Regions from separate parts of the Sus scrofa genome. Here region 1 is linked to region 2. A link is a contact called in public HiChIP or PLAC-seq data. All regions are on one chromosome and are shown on one strand. The core of a region is the stretch at or near the end of the contact, and the rest is flanking DNA. Distances in the headings are between cores, read along the strand shown.

What was found. HiChIP or PLAC-seq counts read pairs in DNA pulled down with a chosen protein or histone mark.
Region 1: an H3K27ac HiChIP or PLAC-seq map of skeletal muscle shows a contact between it and region 2. The contact joins the promoter of RUFY2 here to the promoter of PBLD in region 2. A contact is called at or near these places in 2 of 47 Hi-C or Micro-C datasets (heart right ventricle and skeletal muscle) and 2 of 2 datasets of contacts at active chromatin or transcription factors (alveolar macrophages and skeletal muscle).

What each region holds. Positions count from the first base shown.
Region 1 is chr14:71,545,136-71,551,435 of Sscrofa11.1, forward strand. It overlaps RUFY2 (RUN and FYVE domain-containing protein 2), which reads right to left and starts at 2,602. Exons shown (of 19, transcript XM_021073521.1): 1 at 1,986-2,602. The coding sequence starts at 2,067. DNA2 (DNA replication ATP-dependent helicase/nuclease DNA2) reads right to left here. Exons shown (of 21, transcript XM_021072448.1): 21 at 5,272-6,300.
Region 2 is chr14:71,483,039-71,489,055 of Sscrofa11.1, forward strand. PBLD (phenazine biosynthesis-like domain-containing protein) reads right to left here and starts at 4,504. Exons shown (of 10, transcript XM_021073523.1): 1 at 4,374-4,504. HNRNPH3 (heterogeneous nuclear ribonucleoprotein H3 (2H9)) reads left to right here and starts at 3,257. Exons shown (of 10, transcript NM_001243555.1): 1 at 3,257-3,415.

The sequences.
Region 1 (6,300 bases), core at 1,352-3,851, 60 kb after region 2:
TGGCAATAAAAGGCAGTTAAAATTCTAAGATTCCAGTATCACCCAGAACAAACATGACAGTGAAATAAAATAGGGAGGTACAGGAGAAGCCATTAAACTCACTCATTTTAACCCTCTTCCTGGTTTTTTTCATTACAATCTTAGTTCTGTATTGCAGGAATCCTTTATTTTCCCAGAGGAAATAAAAGCAGGGATCAGTTTCACATTAAAGTTCCCCTGGAGTTCCCGTCGTGGCGCAGTGGTTAACGAATCCGACTAGGAACCATGAGGTTGCGGGTTCGGTCCCTGCCCTTGCTCAGTGGGTTAACGATCCGGCGTTGCCGTGAGCTGTGGTGTAGGTTGCAGACGCGGCTCGGATCCTGCGTTGCTGTGGCCCTGGCGTAGGCTGGTGGCTACAGCTCCGATTGGACCTCTAGCCTGGGAACCTCCATATGCCGCAGGAGCGGCCCAAGAAATAGCAAAAAAAAGACAAAAAAAAAAAAAAAAAAGTTCCCTGACCTTCTACACAGCTGATCCAGTTGAAAACCAATAGTGACATTTTTTTAAAAAATTATATATAACACACATATACATACACACACATATAGATAGATAGATAGATAAATAGATAGATAGATAGATAATCTTTGCTGTTTAGGGCCACACCCGTGGCAGATGGAGGTTCCCAGGCTAGGGGTCCAATCGGAACTACAGCTGCCTACCCAGCCACAGCAACGCCAGATCCAACCGCATCTGCGACCTACACCACAGCTGCAACACTGGATTCTTAACCCACTGAATGAGGCCAGGGATCGAACCCGAAATCTCATGATTCCTAGTAGGATTCAGTTCTGCTGCGCAACGACGGAAACTCCAATATTTTCAACTAACAAAAAAATTTATTTTCTTTCCAAATAAATAAAATTTATTTTATTATCAGTTTTCTTATAAATTCAGATACTTCTCCATACTCTCATCACTTTTGTGATTGGCAGAAATATTTTCAGCAAACACGGATGACAAAATGAAGTGGGGGAGAAAATAAAGCACTTATGTTTCATAATCTCTGCCAAATTTACTAGTCCAAGAAAACCAAGTGTCTGTTTTTGCTTCACTGGACAAAAGTCCAGGATTCCCAATGATCTAGTATTCTAGTTCTGACCTCAGACAGCTAAGCATGAAGCCTGGCGCTGAATCCTAAGCAACTTAAAATGCAGTCACAACTGCTATGACCAAGCAAGCTGGTGGAGAATCTCCACACGACATCATTTCTTCAAATCTGCATCGTGGCAAGATTCCCTCTTTTTCGGGGGCAAAAGCACTCGATGTTTCATAATCTGTGACAATTCTCACATTTCTTAACAGCGCCCATCACAATCTTCAATGTGTGAAGCGACAACCAGACAAAGGGCGCATCTCCAGCTGCTCTGGGGTAGGTCGGAGCTGGACGCCGCAGCTTCCATGCCAAAGAGCGTTTACACCCAGGCGGGCCCCGCCAGGACTCGTGGATGCGTCTAGCTGGGTCGCAGCCCTCAAATTCCTGCATCTTGCCCGGGCCTAGAGCCCCTTCCCTGCCTCCCCTCCTCTCCGCCCACAGGGCTGCCCAAAAGGTTCGGGGCGCCCCCGGGACCCGCGCGAAGGGCTCACCCGAAGTCCTGCGCGGCATCGTTGCCCCTCTCCCGCCCGCGGCGTCGGGAACCCAGGCCCCAACCTGAGACGCCTCCCTCTGCCACCCCCAACCCTGAAAAGTCATCGTCCGTCCCCGACTGTTCCCTCGACCTGGGAGCCGCACCCTCGCCGGCCCTGCCCTCGCTCCCGGTAAGCCGTCGGACCACCAACCCTCTGCCATTAGGCCCCCAAACGCGGGCGGGAGCAGGAGGGAACACTGGATAACCGCGCGTTGCCATGGCGACCCCCGGCGCCCCCGAGCACCCGGCTGCCCCCGCCCAGCACCAGGCCCAGGTTCCGGCCCCAGTTCCGACCCCGAGGCCTAGAAGCCCACCCACCACCAGTCCTCCCTGCCCAGCCGCGGTCTTGGCCCAGCACAGAGGGCCCGACGTCCGCTCTCGGCCTGCTCCTCTTACCCATGGTGGCGACTGCAGCGGTGGCGCGGTCTCGGGCGGAGACGCCCTGGGCCCCGCCAGCAGCTCCCTTCAAGCGCTCGGCGGCCGCCAGGGCGTTTGCGACCAGGCCCACTGAGGCCCACAGCGCTCCCGGCGGCTGGAGGACGCCCGGCGGTCCCGCGGCGGCGGGGTTGGGTGGGGGCCGCGGCGCCTGCAGCCGACAGCAGAGAAATCCGCCTTCGCGGAGACTCTATACATCCAGCCCGACCCAAAGGAGAAGCAAAAAGGGCATGAGGAAAACCTCGAGTGGAGAAGCGGGAGGGCGGACCTTGGTGGGACCACCTGCCTCACCCGAGCGCTAGGGCTGTGTTTCCGAGGGAATGCGAGCCTCGTGCAAACGTTTTCATCCGCAGGGTCCGCCTAGCTTTGATCTAACACACCTAAATGCTTCCCTTTCCTCGCAAATTCGTAGGAGACCAGAAGAATTTAGAAAATCTGAAGCAATTAACATTATGCAGAAATCTGCTAAAACAATTCGAACGCCCAAATCACGACGTTTAAACCAGTAAATCCACTGGTTTATAAAAGGCAGTGAGGACCGATCTCATTGATCAAGGGAAAGAGTTCCTGAGATAAAGCCAGCAAACCAGGGTTTTCTCATTTCAGGGAGGGGAAAAACTCTCATGGTCTTATGACAGTAGGTTTAAGTTTTATCAGTTTTGGGAAAGCGAGCTATTATCTAGTTAGATCAGTACTTGTTAAAAACAGTAGCCGATTTAGAAATAGAGGAATATTTCGTGGATATAGAGCGATGTTTATCTCTTGATCATTTTGGCCATTATCTAGTTAGATCAGTACTTGTTAAAAACAGTAGCCGATTTAGAAATAGAGGGATATTTCGTGGATATAAAGCGATGTTTATCTCTCGATCATTTTGGCCAGTATAAAGTTCTGTTATGCTTCTTTTTTTTTATGGATTTTTTTTTTTTTTTTTTTTTTTTTTTTTGTCTTTTTGCTATTTCTTGGGCCGCTCCCGCGGCATATGGAGGTTCCCAGGCTAGGGGTCGAATCGGAGCTGCGGCCACCAGCCTACACCAGAGCCACAGCAACGCAGGATCCGAGCCGCGTCTGCAACCTACACCACAGCTCACGGCAACGCCGGATCGTTAACCCACTGAGGGAGGGCAGGGACCGAACCCGCAACCTCATGGTTCCTAGTCGGATTCATTAACCACTGCGCCACGACGGGAACTCCTGTTATGCTTCTTTACTTCTTTTGGTTTTGATTTTTTTTTCTTTTTATGCGCCCCCCCCCCCCCCCGCCCTGTGGCACATCAAAGTTCCCAGGCCAGGGGTGGAATGGCACTGCAGCTTCAGTCCTAAGCCACAGGCACAGCCACAGTGACAGCAAGGAGGGGTACAAGTGGCAGTTTGTGGCAACACCAGATCCTTAACCCACTGAGCAAGGCCAGGGATGAACCTCATCCTTAGATAATGTCAGACCCTTAACCCAGTGAGCCACAACAAGAACTCCCCAAATTTTCTTTACTGTGAGATAATCATTCATGGATAAAAATGTATGAAGCATATATACATTTAAAGACTCATAAAGTAAACAGCTGGGTAAACACTACCACATTAAGCAAGAAGAGGACAGGAGAGTTAGCCTCCCCGAGGAAAAGCCTCCAGGTATAATCCCCCTAGAAGTAAATATGATTCTTTTATGAGAATCCTTTCTTTGCTTTTTTTGCATGTAACTACCATGGTAAATACATGCCCCTAATCAATGTAGTTTATTTTGCCAGTTTATAAATTTTTCACAAGTGGAATAACATTACAAACACTGTAAAGTGTTTCTTTTGTTCAACATGATTCATGTCCATAAGGAGTTTCCAGGTTGGGGTGTTTCCAGGTTGTATATATGGAACCAAGCAGTAAATGATTAGGACAATAGAGTCACAGACACAGTACTGATGCACATTTCCTGAGTTCTTTTACAGATACTGTAACTGCTGCAAGAGGAAAAAAAGCAACCGCATGATGACCAGTCTGTAGCTATGGCATTAGCTGCTCCAGCTGGAGCAGTACAAAATCTATGGTTAGTATCATTTCAAGAACTGGTCTCAAGAGAATGGGATTAATGCTGTTACTCATTATAATCTATATCTTTGTGGGCATCAAAATAATTGTAGCTTGTTCTGCCTGTGTATATAAACAGGCAGTTACAAGTGTCAGCAAAGAGATGCTACAGATCCATGTTGATATTTTCCACTCAGAATAGAGTGTCCTATGTCAGCATGAACTTACAGAAGATAGACCTCCTCCCCGAAACCCATAGAAATGGAATGATGTTCTGACAAGAGGGGATTTGTAAGCAGCTCTTTGCAGTAAACCACCTTCAGCAGGAAGCCCCTTCTCTTGTCCCTTTTTTTTTTAAGGGCCACATCTGTGGCATATCAAGGTTCCCAAGCTAGGGGTGGAATCCCTAGCTCTAGCTGCCGGCCTACACCACAGCCACAGCAACTCGGGATCCAAGCCGTGTCTGTGACCTACACCACAGCTCACAGCAACACCAGATCCTTAACCCAATGAGCAAGGCCAGGGATCGAAACCTCAGTCCTGATGGATCCCAATTGGGTTCGTTACCGCTGAGCCACAACGGGAACTCCTCTTGTCACTTTAGCAAAGCTATACTCTAACTTTTAACCAAGCACTCCCATACTCTACTCATTTCCTGCACAAGCACAGCTTTCAAATCATACAAGACCTTGCCTAATTTGTGGGCTCTTTCCGTAGATCAAAGAAGTCAAGATGAAAAGTAGCAGATGAGCAGTTCTCTTCCATAGCTTCCCCTTCAGTAATCTCCAGAACAAACTCTGTGACTAAATTGTGTAAACAAGATAACTTCTGGAGGAAGATCACAAGTCAAGGAGCCTGCTGGCAGTGGGGAATGGCAATGACTCTGACCCTGTATCTCAATAACTCAAGATTAACTGAGATAACTTCTGTTTCCTCTTACAAGCTTTCATGGCCAATCAGAATCCTTGGAGGTGGTTTTTGGGGGGACACTGGGTCCACCATCTCCTCAGATTGCTGGCATTCTGATTAAAGGCACTTTCCTTCTGTGGTGTAGGCTGGCAGCTATAGCTCTAATTCACCCCAGAGCCTGGGAACTTCCATGTGATGAACTTCCATATGAGCACGGCCAGGGATTTAACCCACGTCTTCATGGTTACTAGTTGGGTTCGTTACCACTGAGCCACAACGGGAACTCCCCATGCAACTCTTTAAAGCGACCACTGATTAAACCCAAAGAATTTTCTTAACTATCTTTGATCCCTTCCTGTTATATAACTTCATAATATCTAACCAATATTTAAGCCCGATCTCAGCAAACTTTCTGTTTATTCCTGTCTAATTCAGTCTCTCCATGATCAACTCAATCCTGCGTGTCCTTAAATCTCTTTACAAAGTCAACACTCCCATTTCAGCTTTAGAGCACTGTCAATACTGGAAAAAATGATGGACAATACTGAACCTAATTATTATTTAGTATTAATAATTCACACAGTAAGATTTAGCAATAAGAAAACAATTTATTTAATAAAAACTTCAAGTAATAATTTTTAAAAACATGTGAGGTAGAGGCAACAATTTTTAACATACTTAACAGTCAAAAAAAAAAAAAACACCCTGAGAGAAATGAGAGTCCCTCCCCTCAAAGGTGGATACACTAAGGTTAAAATTGGTCACCATATAAGTAATCAAGCACACCAAGGTAATTCTGTTTTACAAAACATCTTTATACTAAAGGGGAAACTGAGTAATGCCCCTAAACAAACGGGAATATGAATACGAATAGGTGAAAATAGGGATACACCTTTTTAACTTGCCATCAATTCATCAAACAAAATTTCTTTTCAAAAAAAATAGTAAGAATTATTATCTCGTATCAAAATCTACTCTAGCATAGTGAAAACTGAAAATAAATGGAAGAGTAAGGGGAATCAGAAATTAACTGGAAATAATATATTTATAAGTAACTATTTAAAAGATTAGATGTTAAGTGAAAACATCTCTGATGCCAGAAAGCAAATCGGGAAAAAGCCAGCAAAATGGCCTTTGGATCAGGGACCTCAAAATACAGAAAACAATCATACTTATGTTATCACTATCACAAGATGGTGCTTCAATGATAAAAACACATCAATTTTCTTATCTAATCTTGCAAATAAACAAAATTTGATAAAATTCTAAA
Region 2 (6,017 bases), core at 3,254-5,753:
GCCTTCCCTACCACAGAAGCATACAATATCTTTCCATTTCTCTTTCTCTTTCAGGCTCTGCATGGAATTTTCCTTTCTCTTCATCCTGACGGTGTAACACAAGATCATGTGTTCACAGTCTTGTTTTACTCTGGGTGGTGTGGGTGCTTCTATTTCCTTCTCCTTTTTCATCTTTTCTCTTATTATGGCCCCTAACAGGATCCTCTCCAGGGTTCCTCTGATCTCTATACTAATAGGAAAGCACTGAAATGACTGAAAGGAAGACAAAAGAGGGGGGAAAAAAAAAAAGCAGCTGGGAGTCCTTGGTTCTAACCATCTCTATGGAAACAGTTCCAAAGAGACCAATCTGGAAACAATTCTGTAGGGATCACAGGAGCAGTAGTGAGCCAATCTCACCAAGACTTAGAGGACTCAACTAACAAATGGGAATAGTTGATGAACTTTTTTTTTTCTTAGAAAAATAAACAGGAAGCCAAACAAAAATTAGGTTTATCCCTATATATAATGATGTAATATACTTTTTTTTACTCAAAACTTACTTGCTGCAATAACAAAAAAGCAAAAGGAATGCACATGCTTATTTCAAGTCCTTCTCGAGAATTCACATTGGCAAACAGCAGCATGCTCAATACAAAGAAATTGTCACACACACAAAAATAAGAACACCCCAAAGAAAACACTGAGTTTGGTGGCGAAAAGTCATTAGAATGATTTTAGGATTGTAGCCCAAAACCATAAAAAGTATTTGGAAAGAATGCCAAACTCAATCAGGCAGTAAATAGATTGTTTGAATTCAGGCAAGGGGTGAAAGGGATTACAGAATTCCATCTACCAATTCAGGCTTAAAGACTGAAAGGATAAAGTAGTGAAGTAATTTGAATCCAAGGAAGAACTCCTCAGAAGTGGGAGCTTGGAGTCTTACTAATACAGCAATTATTTTAAAAAGAAAAGACAAAAAGAAAAAAAAAAAAAGAAATGGGATGGGTGTCTCACAGTGTCAGTGATACCAAGATACAAAGTTTCAGGCCTGTTCAAAAGTCTCCAGCCAATAAACTATTAACTGCAGGTCTCCTAACTCCAGTGTTAGGAGAAGTTACCTCAATTTCCCCAAAATGATGTCTATCCCTAGATAAGCCCATTGTGCTTTAAGATCCTAGTCCCTGGAGTTAAAACAACACTTGGGTTCAGCAGTTCTCCTGTGGTGCATCCGGTTAAGCATCTGGTGTTGTCACTGCAGCAGCTTGGGTCAATTATGTGGCCTGGGTTCAATTCTTGGCCAGGGGAACTTCTGCATGCTACAAGTGGAGCAGGAAAAAAAAAAAACCCAAAACAAAAACCCATTTGGGTTTAAATCCTCGCTTCTGCTACTAGAAATGTTAAAATTTCTCTAGAAATCAAATATACCAGCTGTAAAATGGAGATAATAATTATTATTGGGGGGGCATAGTCTTTAGGGCATTAGCCTGCTGTGACCCTCTTTTGCCTGGCAAAGCAATAAAGCTATCTTTTTCTCTTTCACCTCCCCCCCAAATATTATTATTTTGGGGGAAGGGGAGGCAGTAGGATGGACTGGGAGTTTAGACATAATAGATGCAAACGATTACATTTAGAATGGATAAGCAATGAGATCCCAATGAATAGCACAGGGAACTATATCCAATCTCTTGGGATAGAACATGATGGAATATAAGAAATGTATGCATATATTTATGACTGGGTCACTTTGCTGTACAGCAGAAATTGACACATTTAAATCAGCTATAATTTTCAAAAAGAAGAGAAAAAATTTTTTTTCAGGGTTATAAAGTGTCAGTGAATTGAGCACCTAACTTGAGCAAGCTCTCAATAATTGTGAGCTACTGTTATTACATCATCCTGTTTTATTTTTCTATTTCCTGTAATGAACACACTGTCCTTTCCCCCCCTTTCTCTGAGGGTTATCTTGAGGGCGTAGGCTCAAGAAAGGCAGTTAGGGCACTATGACCTAGTCCCACACTTGTCTTAAACAGGTTTGAGGATGAATGAAAGCCAAGAAATGCAAGTTTCCACAATAAGATAGTAATTGGACTCCTGTCTCCACCCTTCACACTGCAGACCTCAGGGAAGAAAAAATTATTCAAGCTTCTCCACTGCTAATCCTCTAGGTCTCCTTCACCCCACCTCGACGCCCTTTTCAGGGTCTACAGCCCAAAGTCTTTGCACTCTGAAGTTCTACAAGCTAGTTTTGTCAACATTCCCAACCTAGGGGTACTTGTGTACACTTAAACTCATTTCCTCCTCTCCTTTGCATTTGATGTGCGTTCCTATACGTCCGCACTTTAACTTGCGCTGATCTCAGTACTAGGACCGACCTCTAATCTTCTTACAGAAATTCAGCTCGCCTTTTTTTTTTTTTTTCCCCTTCAAGAGGAGTCCCTAGGAACCTTGGCGGTATGACAGCACAACCAAAAATTATTTACTAGGTGTCATTTGTACAAGCAATTTTCAAGGATGCAAAGTACTATTTAGAAAACAACTGGAAGTCTCCCGCCGCGAGCGGCTGATGCTCACTGAGATTACAAAGTGGGAGAGATAAAGGCGAGAGGTAACGCCAAGGCGAAAGGAGGAAGCGATTTGCAAGGCAACCCACCTCCCCACTCCACCCCCAAATAAGCCCCACTGTGGGGCGGGTTGGGCGGCTGGGCTGGCAGCGCCAAGGCCGGGGGAAGGAGCTCCAGCCTGAGAACCCAAATAGGGGCCTGGTGGACATTACTGTATCTTCCCAGCCGGAAAACACTACTATTTTTACTGCATAACGCAAACATGGTGGACAAGAAAAGCCCTCCCCGCATTTGGCTGCCGAACCACGTGGCTCCCTTTCCACGCAGGTGACGCGGGGTGAGGGCGGAGCCTTACAGAATTTGCTCTCGCTGGGAAAAAGCGGACTTCTCCAAAACTCGACTCCAGGATTCTTGCAACACAAACAGGAAGGAATACTTTCGCCACTTCACATCTCCCCGCGAAAGCAGAAAGGTGGCTTTGAGAATTTGAAGGTTTTAGGGTAAGCAAGAAAAGCGGAGTTACTGACCCTCCACCTTCCCCCGACCCCAACAACCAGGCCTTCCACCAACGCGCAAGCGCACTTCTTGCCTTCCGCGCCAAGGCGGGACCGACTCTCTTGCCTCGCGAGAGCGGGGCCGGTGGGTCTTCCTCGCTCTCGCTCCACCCCCTCCTTCTCTCTCGCGCTCTCCCATCCCCCCAAGCCAGTCGCTCTGCTGCGCAGCTCCCTCAGCGGTTGCCACCGCCGGAGACGGTTGGAAGAACCGTTGTGGGAGCGCTACACGAGGCAGGCGACTTCTCCTTCTCCACGACCGGGCCCCGCAAGCAGCGGAGTCGGCGCTACTGTCGCTCGACAGGGTATCTGAAGTAAAAGGGGGTAGGTTGGGATGGTGGTTTCGAGAGTGGAGTCGGGAGAAGGACGAAAGAGAAACTGGGAGGGGGTGGGGCGGGGCGAAGTGTGGAGGTCGCCGCTCGGAGGTGGCCAGGCTGCGCCCCCCCGGGCGATCTCTCACTTCGGGGGCGGCCTGCCGGGCGGGGGGGGGACTTACTCAGGGGGGATTTAGTGGACGAAGCCGAGGCCCGAAGTGGGGCTCATCACGCATTTCCCGTCTTTTCCCTGCTGGTTTGGCTTCCGCCATTTTGGGTACGGTGGCGCGGCCACCTGGGCTTCCCGCCCTTCTCCTCTCTTTCTGCTTCTTGCCCCTTAGCTTCCGAAAACTGATTTAGGAGTCCGGGGAGGGGGGCGGTGGTTAGAGCGCCTCGGAAGGGATGTGGGTGGGGAAGGAAGCGAGCTGGGAAAGGCTGGGCACTTGGGTGGGGGGAGGCTCAGGGCCTTCGGGCGCGCTCCGGTTGGAAATGGCGCCGGATGGGCCTGGCCTCCCACCGCGGCCTCCCTTCCTCCGCAGTCTCAGCTGGGCTACCTGGGCTGGCGGGACTGCGAGTGACTTCTGACGCAGATTCCCAAGATGAGAGAGGCTGGAGCTGGGGGAGGAAAGCCAATGGCGACGAAGGCGCTCAACTCCCAAACCCGGGACAAAGGAGGCAGACGGCCTCCTTTGTAATTCCGCCGCCGGGTGGCGAAGGTTTTTAAGCCAAGCTTTGCTGCCGAACGGGAAGGGGGGGAAGGGGCGTACTCTCCCTAGCTCTCTGGTCTCTAGGGCAGCTAGATAAAACGAAAAGCCTCCGGGGAGGAATAAAGGACGCTTAGCCGGCCCTTATATTCCAGGTTTGGAGCTTCGAAAAGAGTACGTACTCATTTTCCAAAGGGTTTTTTCCACTTAAACCGTATTGGGAGACTTTATGGGTAATTGTAAGCAGAAAAGCGGGTGACTTACCGAATAGGAATGTGCAGTGGGGCTTATTTCAAGCAGGTGAACCAAGATACGACTTTCTGAACCTTTGGGCGGGGGCGGGATGGTTTAGCAATGGTTTTGTGTAGTTTGGCGAATACTGTGTTAGAATTTAAGTAGGTGGTTTACTTTTGGGAAACAGTTGTTAAAAAACAACCAGTGATGGAAAAAATGTGTGTATAGGAATTGCGTTATCGGCTTTCACCAATCTCCAAGATTTTTATTTTGTGCAAAGATTGTTTTGGCATTAAGGCTGTGGAAATAAAATACTTCAAAATACAGTTAGGGTTTATTTTCTTTCGGTAGCTAAGCGAATTTTCTATTTGGCTTAGGACTATAGTAACATTTTGGCGAAGAAAATAACCCTACTCAACAGAAAAACAAACTGCAAGCCCAGTCATGTGGTGCTGTGATTTTTTTTTTTTTTTTTTCGGTCCTTAGAACATTGGAGAACTGGGTCTGTAATTTTCACTGAAAACTGTGCAAAGTAAAGGACAGGCAAGGCATGAGACTTCCAATAATGCATATGAATCTTTACAAGTGTGTTTATTTTTTCATCTTTAAAAATGAAAAAGATCTTCATGATGTTGAAGATGTTCTGTGTTTCTATGCACTTGTAAAGACATATAGCCCAGTTTCTTATAAAGTCTTGTGTGGTGTAACAGCTTCCCTGATTGGATTACCCTAGAAACCTTTTTTCCTGCCCTTCATCTGCATCATGATTTGGAAATGCATCTAAATTGCTTTTTATATTTTAAACAACTGTGTAGTTTTGGTATTCTTACTTTGTTAAACAAGTGATTGAACTGCAGTGGGTGGTAACTTTGTTCTAGAAAAGAAATCCGTTTAGACACCTCACCTCCAAGTAGTAGTGTGTGAGTCTATTTTTATTTAAAATTGAGCAAGCACAATGAAAAGGGAATGATTTCCATTTTATTTAAGCATTTCATCACCACTTCTGACCAAAATTTTGAAGTTACCTCTCATTTTTTAATTTTCTGGCCAAACCTGTGCCACAGCTGTGACACCACAGGATCCTTCTTAACCTGCTGACCAAGGAACTTTTTTAGAAGCATGGTTTAGGGTTGTTTATTAATGTATCAAACCCTTTATGTTATAAAGGAATTTTATCTCATTTGGCTTCTAAGATGTTTTTTCTTAACAGCTTTGAGATACAGTTCACAGATCGTTAACTTCATCCATTTAAAATCATACAGTAGTGGTCTTCTGTGACTGGTTTCTTTCACTTAGCCTAATGTTTAGGAAATTACATTAAAAATTTCATACAGAACTGACAAACTGTGTATTTCAGCTGCTGGTGTTTTGATTGATGCTAACACTAGAAATTTTTAAAGCAGAATTGCTGTGACACTTGTAAAGAAAGGTTGAGAAGGATTATCCTGAATAATTGGTAAACACTTTTTTTAGGTAGTTTCTGAGACAACTTTATTAAGGTATCAGAACAGATTGGTGTTTTTTTTTTTTTTTTTTTTTTATGCCTTCAGGTTTTGTCTTGGTTTGGTTTTGTAAATAGAATTCCAGGTTCTAATTTTGAGTTTTGAAGAGTTAGTAGAGTGTGGGTTACTTTGTTGTGTACTCATTCACATGGGATGGAGAGTCATTCTGAAG